Regions from separate parts of the Mus musculus genome. Here regions 1 and 3 are each linked to region 2. A link is a contact called in public promoter capture Hi-C data. All regions are on one chromosome and are shown on one strand. Each heading gives the region's core, a stretch centred on a gene start, on an enhancer-like site or on the middle of the called end of the contact. The rest is flanking DNA. Distances are from core to core; before and after follow the strand shown. Region 1 holds the start of Meox2 (mesenchyme homeobox 2). Region 2 holds the start of Sostdc1 (sclerostin domain containing 1). Region 3 holds the start of Ahr (aryl-hydrocarbon receptor).

Region 1 (3,829 bases), core at 909-3,408, 790 kb before region 2:
TCTTTCTAAATCTGTATCCAGGTTGCCTTGTAACTACATAGAAGATTCAATAAAGAAAAAAAGAAGGAAAGAAAGAAAGGAAAGAAGGAAGGAAGGAAGGAAGGAAGGAGAGAGAGAGAGAGAGAGAGAGAGAGAGAGAGAGAGAGAGAGAGAGAGAGAGAACATTTACAATGAGGAATGTATTTAAGGGCTTTGTTGTGTTTCCTGGAAATTTTTAGTTTCTCTGTGCTGTCAGGATGCACTGGCTATTGGACTTCCAGGCCCCTGAATTCTTCTGGGAGGCTCCCCTTTTGTAGGACTGCTCAAGTTACCCACACCTTCCCTGCATCTTCTTCCAGCACTGTCAGGACTGTTATCTGTCCACTTTCTCCACTGCATCTCAAAGCACTACTCAATTGATGAAGGCTTTTATTTTCCACAGTCGAAGTTCAAACATTTTGTTTTGGTTGGTTGGTTGATTTGGACTTTTTGCTTGTTTCCCGTCCCCGTCCCCCCCCCCCCCCCAAACCAGGTTAGCACCATATGAGTGTAATTACTATAAGAATACTCTTTATTCAAAGTTTTCAGAGGTATTCCTTAAACACTTCTAGATTACTAGATAATTACTTTTTCGCCAAATAAATAGAATGTTTGGGGAGGGGTTGTTTGTTTTTTAAATATCATTTTAAGAAAGGTGCTATTTAAGGAACTCTGAAAGCAAAAATATTAAAAAAAAAGTTTTAGGTTTCTGTTCTTTTTCTTTCTTTAATTTTTCCTTATCTTTTTCTTTCCTTTTCCGTTTTCTTCCTTTTTTCTTTTCCTCCTCTTCTTTTCTTTTCTTTTCTTTTCTTTTCTTTCCTTTTCTTTTTCTCGTATTTGGTCAAATCCAGTTAAAGTTCAAGGCATTGCGCAATAATTTGGAAACCCAGTTAAGGATAGGAAAAGTCGAGTTGTTCAGAGTTGGGAATTGGAAGGGAAAAGTCAAGGAAACCCGCATGCACGCACACACGCACGCAGGCATGCATGCCCAGCGGATGCAGCATCCCAATGGGCACACCCCTCCCAACCCGTGGAGGGACCCGCCACGCTCCCTTAACCGATTTTGCATAGTGTCACTTGCTCTTTCTTCACCACTTCTGGAAAACTGATTTGCGATCTTGGAGGGCTTTGAACGGCTGGATGTAGATATATTAACTTCAGTGAAACACGTGCTCCTGAATTACAGGACGGACGCTCCATGGATGAACTCGCCCACCAGAGCGAGGAAAGGCTAGCAGCTTCACAGTTTGTCTTTCTATGAGAAACATCCCACACCTCCCCGCATCTTCCTAGCCCAGAGCGCACTCTCCCCAGGGTTGCTTTGCCCGCACTCACCTGAGCTGTCGCTTTTCCTTTTGCTGCCACTTCTCTTCTCTACGTCTGCGGGTGACAGCGCTTGACGGCCATAATCCCCTGGTGCGCACGCGGCCCCGGTAGGGGTGCTGGAGCCCAGGCTAGATGAGTTGGAACACAGGACCGGAGGGCTGCTTCCCAGCTCCGGGGGCCCTCCCGAATCAGGCTGCAGGCACAGGCTGTGCCGGGCCGCGCTTGGTGGAGAGGACATCTGCGGGAGGTGCCAGTTGCTTTGCAGAGCCTGGTGCTGCTGCTGCTGGTGGTGGTGATGGTGATGGTGGTGGTGGTGGTGGTGCCCCCTGTGATGCTGGCTGGCAAACATGCCCTCCTCGTTGGGGTATCCCGCGATTATGCAAGACGAGGAAGATGTGGAGAGTTCGGGGTAGGACATGTGGTCAGATCTTCCATGGAGGGCCAGAGAAGACTGGGAGAAGGGGTGCAAGCCTTGCGCTGTGGCGTGGGGGCTGCGCAGGCAGCCAAAGAGGGGGTGTTCCATGGCATGCAAGTTTCGGCTTCCAAGCAGAAGACTTCACGGACGGTCCGAATGTCCACCAAGCGCTGTCACTTTTCACTGGAAATCCTAAGACTTTCCCCCACTCACTCCAAAAGTAAAAGCCGCGCGCGTTTGCATTTGAGCAGAGCCGGCTAATCCCAGTCCTGAGCCTTAGCGGCCAGTCTCCTGCACGTATAAACACTAGGACCTGGAGGAGCTTCCTTCGCAGCTGCTCAGATGTCAAGTGTGGGAGAGGTGGAAGCCAAAAGAAGGTGGTCCCAGAGAACTGCTTTCAGGGGGAAATGGCTCTGAGAGGTTATAAATAGAGTGTAATGTGAGCTGGGGGCTGGCTTAGGAGCCCAGCGCTGACCACATGCAAACTCCCTCCAAAACTCCCGCTCAGTCAGCGCCACCGTGCTCTCTCATTTCCAGTTCCCATTGCTGGCAGGACAGGAGCCGCTGCCCAACGCCCGCCCGTCGGGCCCTGGGAGCTTCCACCACAGCTAGTGGTGCTCCCAGAGCCTCAGTCGCTCCGGGCCACCGCAATCTGTCCCATAGGTTCCCATGGCCAGACGCAGAGGCACTCAGCTTCCCTAAGCCAGCACACAGTGTCTCTGAGTAGCTCACTGCTCTTGGAACCTAGATCTCTCAGCCTTGGTGGGGGTTGGGGTCACCTGCAGGAGCTCCCTGACTACTCCCTGACTTTGCAGACCACAGAGAACTTTCAAGAGAACTTTCAAGAGAAGAAGAGCCTAGTCTGTCGAGCTTTTCAAACTCAGAGGCCACTCACGGTTCCAGCGTAAACACATTAGGTTTATTCTCTTTTAGGTATCTGAGAATAGATTGTTAGAAAACCTAGAGCCAGGGCGGAGGTTGTAGAGCTGTGCACCAAGGCTAGCACAGTGCTACTCTGAGTGCAGAAAGGACAGATATACAATGGGGTGTGCGCGACACAGAGGTGGATGTAGGCTCTGGCGCCTTGGCGACACACAAGTGTTGCTCCAAGTGGTGTCCCCCTTCCTTCTTTTTCTGACCCTCTTCCCACCCCTACTTCTCTTTACCAGTCCAGTTCGCGAAATTTTCTCACCATTTGCTCACCGAGGAAATTGGGAGGGGGGGGGTCAAGAATAACCCGAAAAAATGTCAAATGAGCAAGTCTAACTTGCTCCCAGCTTCACCCTTCCTAGCTAGCTTAACCCTGCAGGAGCCAATTCACAGCCCGCTCCCATCCTTTGAGAAATGAAATCTCTCTTTAGCTCACAGAGCTAATGCTCCTTGCATACATTCCATTCCTCACCACCTTTCTGTTTTAAGCAGATAGCAAACTTAACATTCCCTCAGCGTGGACCCTGCTATCATGGTTCATTTCCCCCAGGTTTACAGCCTGTGCTCCTGGAAATGAACTAACTGCACACCTTGCCACCAGTGAATTTGTGAGAGCAGGGGCTGGGGTTGACACAGCAATTAGCTTGGGCGGCCACAGAATCTACTGGAAGTCCTGTCCTTAACCCACAACAAGCTTGGGAGAGTGGGCTGCAGGAAAGCCTGTTCCTATCTAGGAAGTGTCTGCCAAGGGGATGTCTGCAGTAGCCTAGGGTGTTCAGGACTTGGAGTGTGCCACTATGGTTAACTGCCATATGTTTATTGTCTGGGTGACCAGAAGATGATGGCCAAGTCTTTGAAATTGCTAATGGGATTAATGAGTACAGCAACCTGAACTAGACATCTGGTTTAAATTAGGAAAAGGTATTGATGAATTTTGGAGGAATGTCCCCAAGGCAGAACCCTTCTCTCTGCCGCTCCTTCTGCCATCTTCAGTCTGTTACCCTTTATTTTAAGAGGTTCTCCAGAAAAGGAACTTCCAAACAAACTTTAACATCCGTGTGAAAAGTCGAATTGTTTTGCACAACTTAGAGATGGGGTGGAGTGGGGGTTGATCAGGAATTCCAAGATTTGTAAGCACTG
Region 2 (3,781 bases), core at 617-3,116:
TGTTATCTAAATGAGAACTGTTTTTGACACACTTGAAAAGAAATCAAGGCTTATTAACCAAGAAAGAGAGGGCAAGGCTTAACAACATAGGCAGATGGTGTGTCCAAGCCAAAACTAATAAAACCTGTTGAAATTGTTCTTCTGATGCCTGAGAATTATCTCAAAGTGGACAGTGGGTCAGAAGTTTTGCTCCAATTCTGTACCCTGAACATCTACTTTAAGGCTCATAGACTAAAGGAAGTGTGCAGCATATGCCTGCATATGTATGTACATACGGAGCTAAAGTTAGAGACGGAGATGAAAGGGTTAACGGTTTGGCTGGACAATGTGCTAGGCTTGCCTGCTTTTGATTCCAGCTCACCTTCCTACAGCTGCCTTAGGAATGTACCTGGAAACAGCCAGCAATAATTTTGACTCTCCTGGCTTTTTGTTCCTCATGTATAAGGTTGGGCATTGTTGTGGTGACATTTCTCACATTGACAATGAACACCCACCACACTTTTCAGTAACCTGGTACTGCTCAGACAGACACTTCCTATGCTCTGAAATTAACTACATGCAAGGAAAACACTTCAGTTTTCTTAGTGGGATATGACCAGTCATATACGGTATGACTTTTCAAAGGTCAAAACGCTTTTACACAGTTGGATGGAGTTTAAGGTGGAGGGGCAGAGATTTGTGTAAGGTTTCCTGTACACTGTTTCTCTGCCTTTCTTCACATTCCTTACTAACAGAAATCTTTTAAAGGAAGAGAATAGAGCAAAAGTTAGAGGAAGAAATTTGAACCCCTCTAACTAGTAGTCACTTGACGTGTATGTCAATTAAGCAAACAGAAAAGGGTAAAGAAATACTCCCTGTGCCAAACATTAGCATCCTATTATGTAAAATCTCCTGTTACAAATATATACCCAGTCTTTCACAGAAACATACAATTGTCTCAATTTGACCTGTTGAATAAAGAACAATTTGGAAAACCATGATGCTCCAACGTTTTGTAGTATAGACCCGTTTAACAGTGGACATCAAGTCTTTACACCTCTCCAAACTAGACATATTTTAGACATCTGTGTGAGCAATTCCATATTTCCTGAAAGCTTCCTTTCATCCATTGTGATTCCCTATACATAGTTCCGGTTAGTTACCTTTAGACACTTCACCAGATTCCTGCACGATCTGAAATTAGCAAAGTGTAAGACGCCATGAACTTAAACTGCACACAGAACCACACTTTAAAGAAGTCTCCCTTTTGCAGAGTTTTTAAAAAGCAGCAGTTCAATACCTCGATGCATTTTTCTGTGGGCACTGGATAAACCATGTCTCTGCTTGCATTATCAAGCCACCGGCTTAATTTGTATTAACTCTAAAATCACTACCCAGGAAAGAACGCCAGCCTACACATGCACCAGATTGCTCCCAGATTGTTTTTGCAAAAGCGTAGATGGTTCACGTTAGTTTACAGCAAAAGCATTCTACAGGAGTGGGAGCTGATGCTCCCCAAAAGGAAAAAAAAAATCTGTACAAGTAAAACACACTTACTGTTTCGATCCAGTCCAGTGCTACTGAAATGCCTGCCTCCATTCCTGGCTTGATTCAGGGTGCTGTTGCTGCTGGGGTGTGCCGGGACAGGTTTAACCACATGTGAATAAAGGATTTCTGTGGCATCATTTTTAAAAGCCAAACAGTTTCTCATCAGGATGCAGAGCAGGGGAATGAGAGAGAGATGAATGGCAGGAGGAAGCATGATGAGTGGAGGATTTGCTGGGCTGAGGAGCCGCTAATTCTTTCCCCCTTGCTTCTGCACTGTGGACTGTGGAATCCCTTCCCAAGGTTCCCTTTATATAGCCAGAGGCTTGGCGTTCATTCAGGTGTAAAGTTGTGTAGGGCTTCGGAGTGAAAACACAGAGAAGGGGTGGGATCCCTACTTGACCCTGCAAAAGAATTTTACCAATGGAGAAGACGGGCTGCAGAAGAGGAGGGGCTTGCTACACAAATTGCCTGCGATTTCAGAGTTGGGCTTTACTGGTCTACGAGCTGAAGCAGGCAAGGCACAGCCCTGTCACAACTGCTACCACTTGCTCCTCAGCCAGGTCCTCTCCGGAGCCTAGGTTCATGGTCAAGTTTAATGGAAGGAAAAGTAGGTTGCTGTTCACATAAAGAGACAGAGTTTATTTTATTTTTCACACTTTTGTTCTCTATTCCCCTCAGATTAAAGAAAATTTGGGGCCTGAAGGGGCTTCTTCCCCAAAAGTTAGAAGAAGCCATATGAGTTTTTGAGTAGTGTCAGACTTGAGTAAAAGATCTATTTAGTTAAATATGTTTTGTCTCTTAAGAAGAAAACCTTTTTCCCCTCTCTTTTCTCATAAAGAGGAAGACACAGAGCTAAAACCTGCCCTCTGGACACACTTAAGTAATGCTGCTTTGATCTGCAGGAGCAACTGTCCTGCTAGGTAAATTACTGCCAGCGGTCCTGGTACTGCCAGCGGTCCTGAGTGTGTGTGTTGGGGGGTTGGGGGGTGTAATGAGCAGAACTCTGTCTGAATTAAATTAACTCATATCAGTTTTCATCTTAAAATATGTCAGCAAGGTTTAGCATTCTGCATGTCTCTTGCCCAAAAGAAAACCATTTTCTATTTATTACCCTTTACCAATTCAAAATATTTCTAGATTGTTCATATACTGCAGGTCCTGAGTTATATTTGTATTTGTCAAACATTGGTTTTGGTAACTTCCTTTGAGTCTGCTGCCTAAGTAAGTGCTGTCACCGTCTGGGCTGCTTTATTTCCATCTGACAGAGCTACTCCATGGGTTCTTTAACTCTGAAAACAAAGGGTCTAGCAGTATGAGTCAGCATGGAAGGGCACCTGCAGCCAAGCTTGGCAATCCTGAGTTCAGCATCGGAACCCACATAACAGAAGGAGAGTGGCCTCTGGGACTTTGTCCTCTAGCCCTCACATGTGTGCTGTGGCATGAGTATAGAAGCCTAAGATAAAGAAATGATTTTAAAAGAAAAGCAGGTTTCATCGGATCTATTAAGCATCTTGACTGGGACAACTTTCAAATTGCCTGTTCAATGATAAATCCAATTTTAATGGTCAGTGTGGCTGTTAGAAAAATGTCTTAGTATTTTGTATCTCTCTCCTTTATAAGTTCTTGTCCATTATAACTGCTATCCACCACCACCTCTCCTTCCTTCTTCCTTAACTGTACATATCAACAGTGGCACCTACTGACATTTTGGAACCAGCAGTTCCTTATTATATAGGCACTTCTATGCATCTTTACTACTGTCCTTGGCTTCTACCCAGTAGCTGTCTGCTGTAAGGAAAAATTCTGCTACTGCCAAATTTCTCCCGGCGTGTCAAAACCGTCCCTGATTAAGAACTAACAATGTTCTGCTTATTATTATAAAAAGAAAGTAAGCATACGAATAGAAGACTAGAATAGAAGACTAAGCATTAAATAAGAAGTGTTCTCTTTTTTCCCAGGGTACTTTGATTTTATTTTAGAAAGTATGACTGCTTATCCTTTAGAGATATAAAATATCCATGGGTTAAAACAAGATGGTGTCGGGAATAGGTGTCAAGATAATACAGTGGGGGGTAGTTAGGATTGTGGTGTTGTAAACTCACATGGGTTGAGGGCTGGCAGAGCATGATATATTCTGTTTACTCTTACATATCTTAAAAATTCTACAAAATAAAAAATTGAAAATCAGAGCCAAAGAATCAATGTTATGTATCACCAGTAGGTGGATTTCTTATTGTTGTATATGATAATTTAT
Region 3 (3,801 bases), core at 1,068-3,567, 780 kb after region 2:
TACTTATCACCTTTGTCTTTTTTTTTCCTCACAAAGTCAATGACCTCTTCATCTTTTGTAAAGAAGTAGAACAACCCCACTCATCACTCCCATTAAATCAACACTACATTATTATTAATTAGTAATTAACAATGGGGCCTCGCAAAATAGTTCACACTAGTCAGTGAATCTTTGTTCTCTTTTCTCGGCCTTCCTTGTTGAAATAACGGGGCCATTTTTCACCTTCCACTCCACCGGTGGACCCAGCTCTCGGGGTGGGGGGTGGGGGGTGGGGAGTGGGGGTGGGGCTCTTGAGCTTTCCAGGTTTTAGTCCTGGCAGTTCTTTTGCAGTACCCACAGGGCATCACCACACTCTCTTTTTTGTCCAATAGCAAACAGCTTCTCGATCACAGTTCCAGTTTCTACCTCACAGGTTGCCCCATTTACCATCTTTCCTTAGATGTCCTAAATCTATTTCAAACCTAAGAAGCATGAGGCCAGCTTTATAATTTCTTTCTGGTGATTCATGCCATTGTTACCCAGCTGGAAACATAGTTGAGAAAACTATCAATTTTAACTCTTAAATTTGTTTCTAATATTAGCACACAAAGCGATGGGCTTAATGAAATGTATGAATTACCATGCTCCCATTCTGCTGGACGCCCCCCCCCCATTCCTTCCCCCACTCCTGCTGCTCTGCTTGCTCCCACAGGATCCCCTCTTCTCCTTCTGTGTCATGTGTATTCTCCTGCCCTTTCTCTTCTCACCTCCAACCCAAGAGCTCCTTTTTCCACTCTCATGATCGCTTTCCTAGTTTCAACATGTGTAAAAATCAAAATCTAGAGCATACATCTAGAGAAAACATGGTATTTGCCTTCTGTGTCTGCCATGCTTAACACGGCAGCCTCCAGTTCCACTTGTTTACCTGCAAATGCCATGATTTCAGTTTTATTCAGAGTCCCATAAAATGCCATTGTGTAGACGCACTACATTTTATTTATCCATCCATAGGTTGATGTGAATCTAGTCTGGGTCCACTTCTCACTTGTTTTGAATGAAGGGCTATCAGGTATGTGCGCAGGAGAATAGCAGGTCATCTTGTGGATCTGTTTTTAATTTGTTGAGAAACTCTATACAGAGTTCCACAGTGGCTGGACCAGTTTACAACCACCCACAGTGATGCGGGTTCTTCTTCCTCCACAGCCTGGGCACCATTTGTTGTTCTTAGTTTTCTCGCTATCCTTTTCCTTGCTGTTGTGTATCCTCTCTTCTGATCTCTTTCTCAAATCTATAAAACACATCAGACTTCATCTCTATCTCTTCATGTCCAGCATCACCTACCTGACTCCCAAAATTCACTTCTCTGCCTCTATTCTTTGGTGGTTAACAGCGACCTTCCCTCTTCCTTTATCATCTCTGCTGTCTCTTTTCTCTCATCCCCATGGCTGTGCCATTGGTCTTGCAGCTGGTCGATTTCATCAATTTCCCAGCGATTCTCTCTTCCATCTGTTTTGTTCCTGAGTAACAGAATTTCCACCTTTTCCCACAGTGACTTTCCCAAGAAAGATGGAACATCATCTTCCAAATTACGCCTTTAAAAGCTCTCTGTTGTCTGCAGAATGAGACCCAATTTCTTCATTAAATCTTTATGATTTGTTCCTAGATTATCTTTTTTTTTTTTTTTCTTTTTCCTCCCATCAGCTCTACCGTACTACTAACAGAAACTCAGGTCTCTGGTCATAGTCTCAGTACCTACCCTCCAATTTCTCATGCTCTCAGCACTCCTGTGCTTCTTTCCTTCTCATCTTCCTGAAGTCTGATGGAGGAAACGATGTTTTATTGTCTTCTGTAGACATAAAATAAATGTGGGAGGGAAAAGGATTATAAAACTCGTAGCCTTCAAGACAACTAACTTTGCAGGGCATTTTTGAAGTTTTCCCCTTAGAATGCTCTCCAGTCGCAGTTATTTATCTACCAGCTCAATGTAAAATCTTTGTCAAAAATTAGATGACTCAACTCTAGGATGAGCTAAGCTCTTTGCCTGGTAAATCTTGATGTCTGGGTTACAAGGAATTTGCCTAGGCATAATGTGGCCTCACACCCCTTTTGAGGCTGGAAAACAGGTACTGGGCGAACACCACCCCACCCCCAGAACCTCGGACTGCAAGAAGTGTTGGGAGTCACTACGTCCTGCGTCATCACGTGCTGCGAAGAGGGTGGGGCCCTCCTGGGAACCGTGAGGGGCGGGGCCGAGCAGGTGGGGCGGGGCTGGAGCCCGGGGCGGAGCTGCGCGGGGTCGCGGCTGCGGAGGAGCGGGCTCGCGGCGGGCGGCAGCGTGTGTGTGCGCTCCCTTTGACGCTCGGTGCCCCACGCGTGTCCCGGAGAGGCTCAGCCCGGAGCGACCCGGAGGACGAACTGGTGGACGGACTCGGGGGTGGCTGCCAGGCAGGGTTGTGAGCGACGCCGCGGCACAGCGCGGGAGCCGGGAAGCCCTAGAGCACTGCGGCCCCTCCTGACCCTCGGGACCGGGCGCGGCTAGCGTGCGGGTTTCTCCTCCGCGGCCAGCTCGGGCAGCCCGAGTCTCCTCTGTCGCCCGCACCTGCGCGTCGCGGTCGTCCCGCCCTCGGCGGCGGCTCACCTGGGCGCAGCGCGGGCAGGGCGCCGCCTCCGGGACGCAGGTGGAGCGGGCAGGGCGCGGGCACCATGAGCAGCGGCGCCAACATCACCTATGCCAGCCGCAAGCGGCGCAAGCCGGTGCAGAAAACGTGAGTGACGGCGGGCAGGCGCGCTCCGAGGGTGCGGGAGGTCCCCACGCGTGCCGCCATCCAGGAGCTGAGTCTCAACCAATGCGTTAAAAAAAAAAAAATCCTGCTTTCAGGCACCTGCACCTTTACTGCTCAGCGACCTTCCCTGGCTGGTTCGTTGACAGCTCTGACCTACCTAGTGCCGCTCTAGCTTAGTTAGTTAAGCTTGCCTGGAAATCCTCCACTCTAGATCTCCGCTGCCGTGAGCTTTAGGGGACACGGAGGATAAGTAGACAGCTCACTGAGGTGAGATGTTGGGCAGAGCTAAACACGTGTTGTCTTGAAGGAGGGGACCTGTGCCTTTGAAGGAATGTCTTTCTGTTCTTAGCGCCTAGCTTTCTGTTTTGCTCTCTCATTTACTTCCTAGGCAGCAGTTCTGCAGGGCTCGGTGTAGGCGCAGAATTGATAGCAGGTTGGAGTGTGCAGTGGACAGGTGCCCTGGCAGCTTGGTGGCATTCTTAGCCACTCTTTGGTGCAGTTTTCTTCCTCCTTTTGGAGTGCTTTTGGGTCTGTAAAATTTTAAATCATTAAGAAGAGGAAAAAGAACTAGACTGACTTCTAAGTTATTTCTACTCTCTACCTGTAGTTCATTTCCCCTTGCTTTTTTTTTTTTTTTTTTTTTTTTTTTTTTTTTTTTTTTGCCAATTCTGACAGAGATTACAGGCTTTGGTCTTTATTTCCATGGGCTATTTGTATGAGATGGGAGATTTTTTTTCCCCCCTCAGAAAAGAGATTCATGATTGAGACAGGGTTCCATTTAGGAGTTGTCTGTATTGATGCATTCATTCATAATTACCTTGGAGTTTCCACATCTCACCATTTGTTATTTTTTTAAAAAAATAAATTATTTTAGGAACACTTTCAGGCAATCAGTAGTGTGTGTTTTGCTTGAAACATGACAGCTATCACCAAGTGAACCAAAAAAAGAAAACAAAAACAACAAAAAAACCAACTTAAGATTTATACACTGTTTACAAATAGTTACTAGCTTAGAAGTTGGGTTATTTGTGGATTTTAA

The links. Promoter capture Hi-C pulls out the DNA fragments that hold promoters and counts their contacts.
Region 1: a promoter capture Hi-C map of embryonic stem cells shows a contact between it and region 2, with 2.7 times the contacts expected there. The contact joins the promoter of Meox2 here to the promoter of Sostdc1 in region 2. A contact is called at or near these places in 3 of 39 promoter capture datasets (the 3T3-L1 cell line, embryonic stem cells and liver).
Region 3: a contact with region 2 is called in a promoter capture Hi-C map of hippocampal neurons, with 3 times the contacts expected there. The contact joins the promoter of Ahr here to the promoter of Sostdc1 in region 2. A contact is called at or near these places in 2 of 39 promoter capture datasets (hippocampal neurons and pre-B cells) and 1 of 484 Hi-C or Micro-C datasets (pre-B cells).

What each region holds. Positions count from the first base shown.
Region 1 is chr12:37,106,869-37,110,697 of GRCm38.p6, reverse strand. Meox2 (mesenchyme homeobox 2) reads right to left here and starts at 2,158. Exons shown (of 3, transcript NM_008584.4): 1 at 1,354-2,158. The coding sequence starts at 1,867.
Region 2 is chr12:36,312,254-36,316,034 of GRCm38.p6, reverse strand. It overlaps Sostdc1 (sclerostin domain containing 1), which reads right to left and starts at 1,866. Exons shown (of 2, transcript NM_025312.3): 1 at 1,537-1,866. The coding sequence starts at 1,741.
Region 3 is chr12:35,533,505-35,537,305 of GRCm38.p6, reverse strand. Ahr (aryl-hydrocarbon receptor) reads left to right here and starts at 2,317. Exons shown (of 11, transcript NM_013464.4): 1 at 2,317-2,744. The coding sequence starts at 2,683.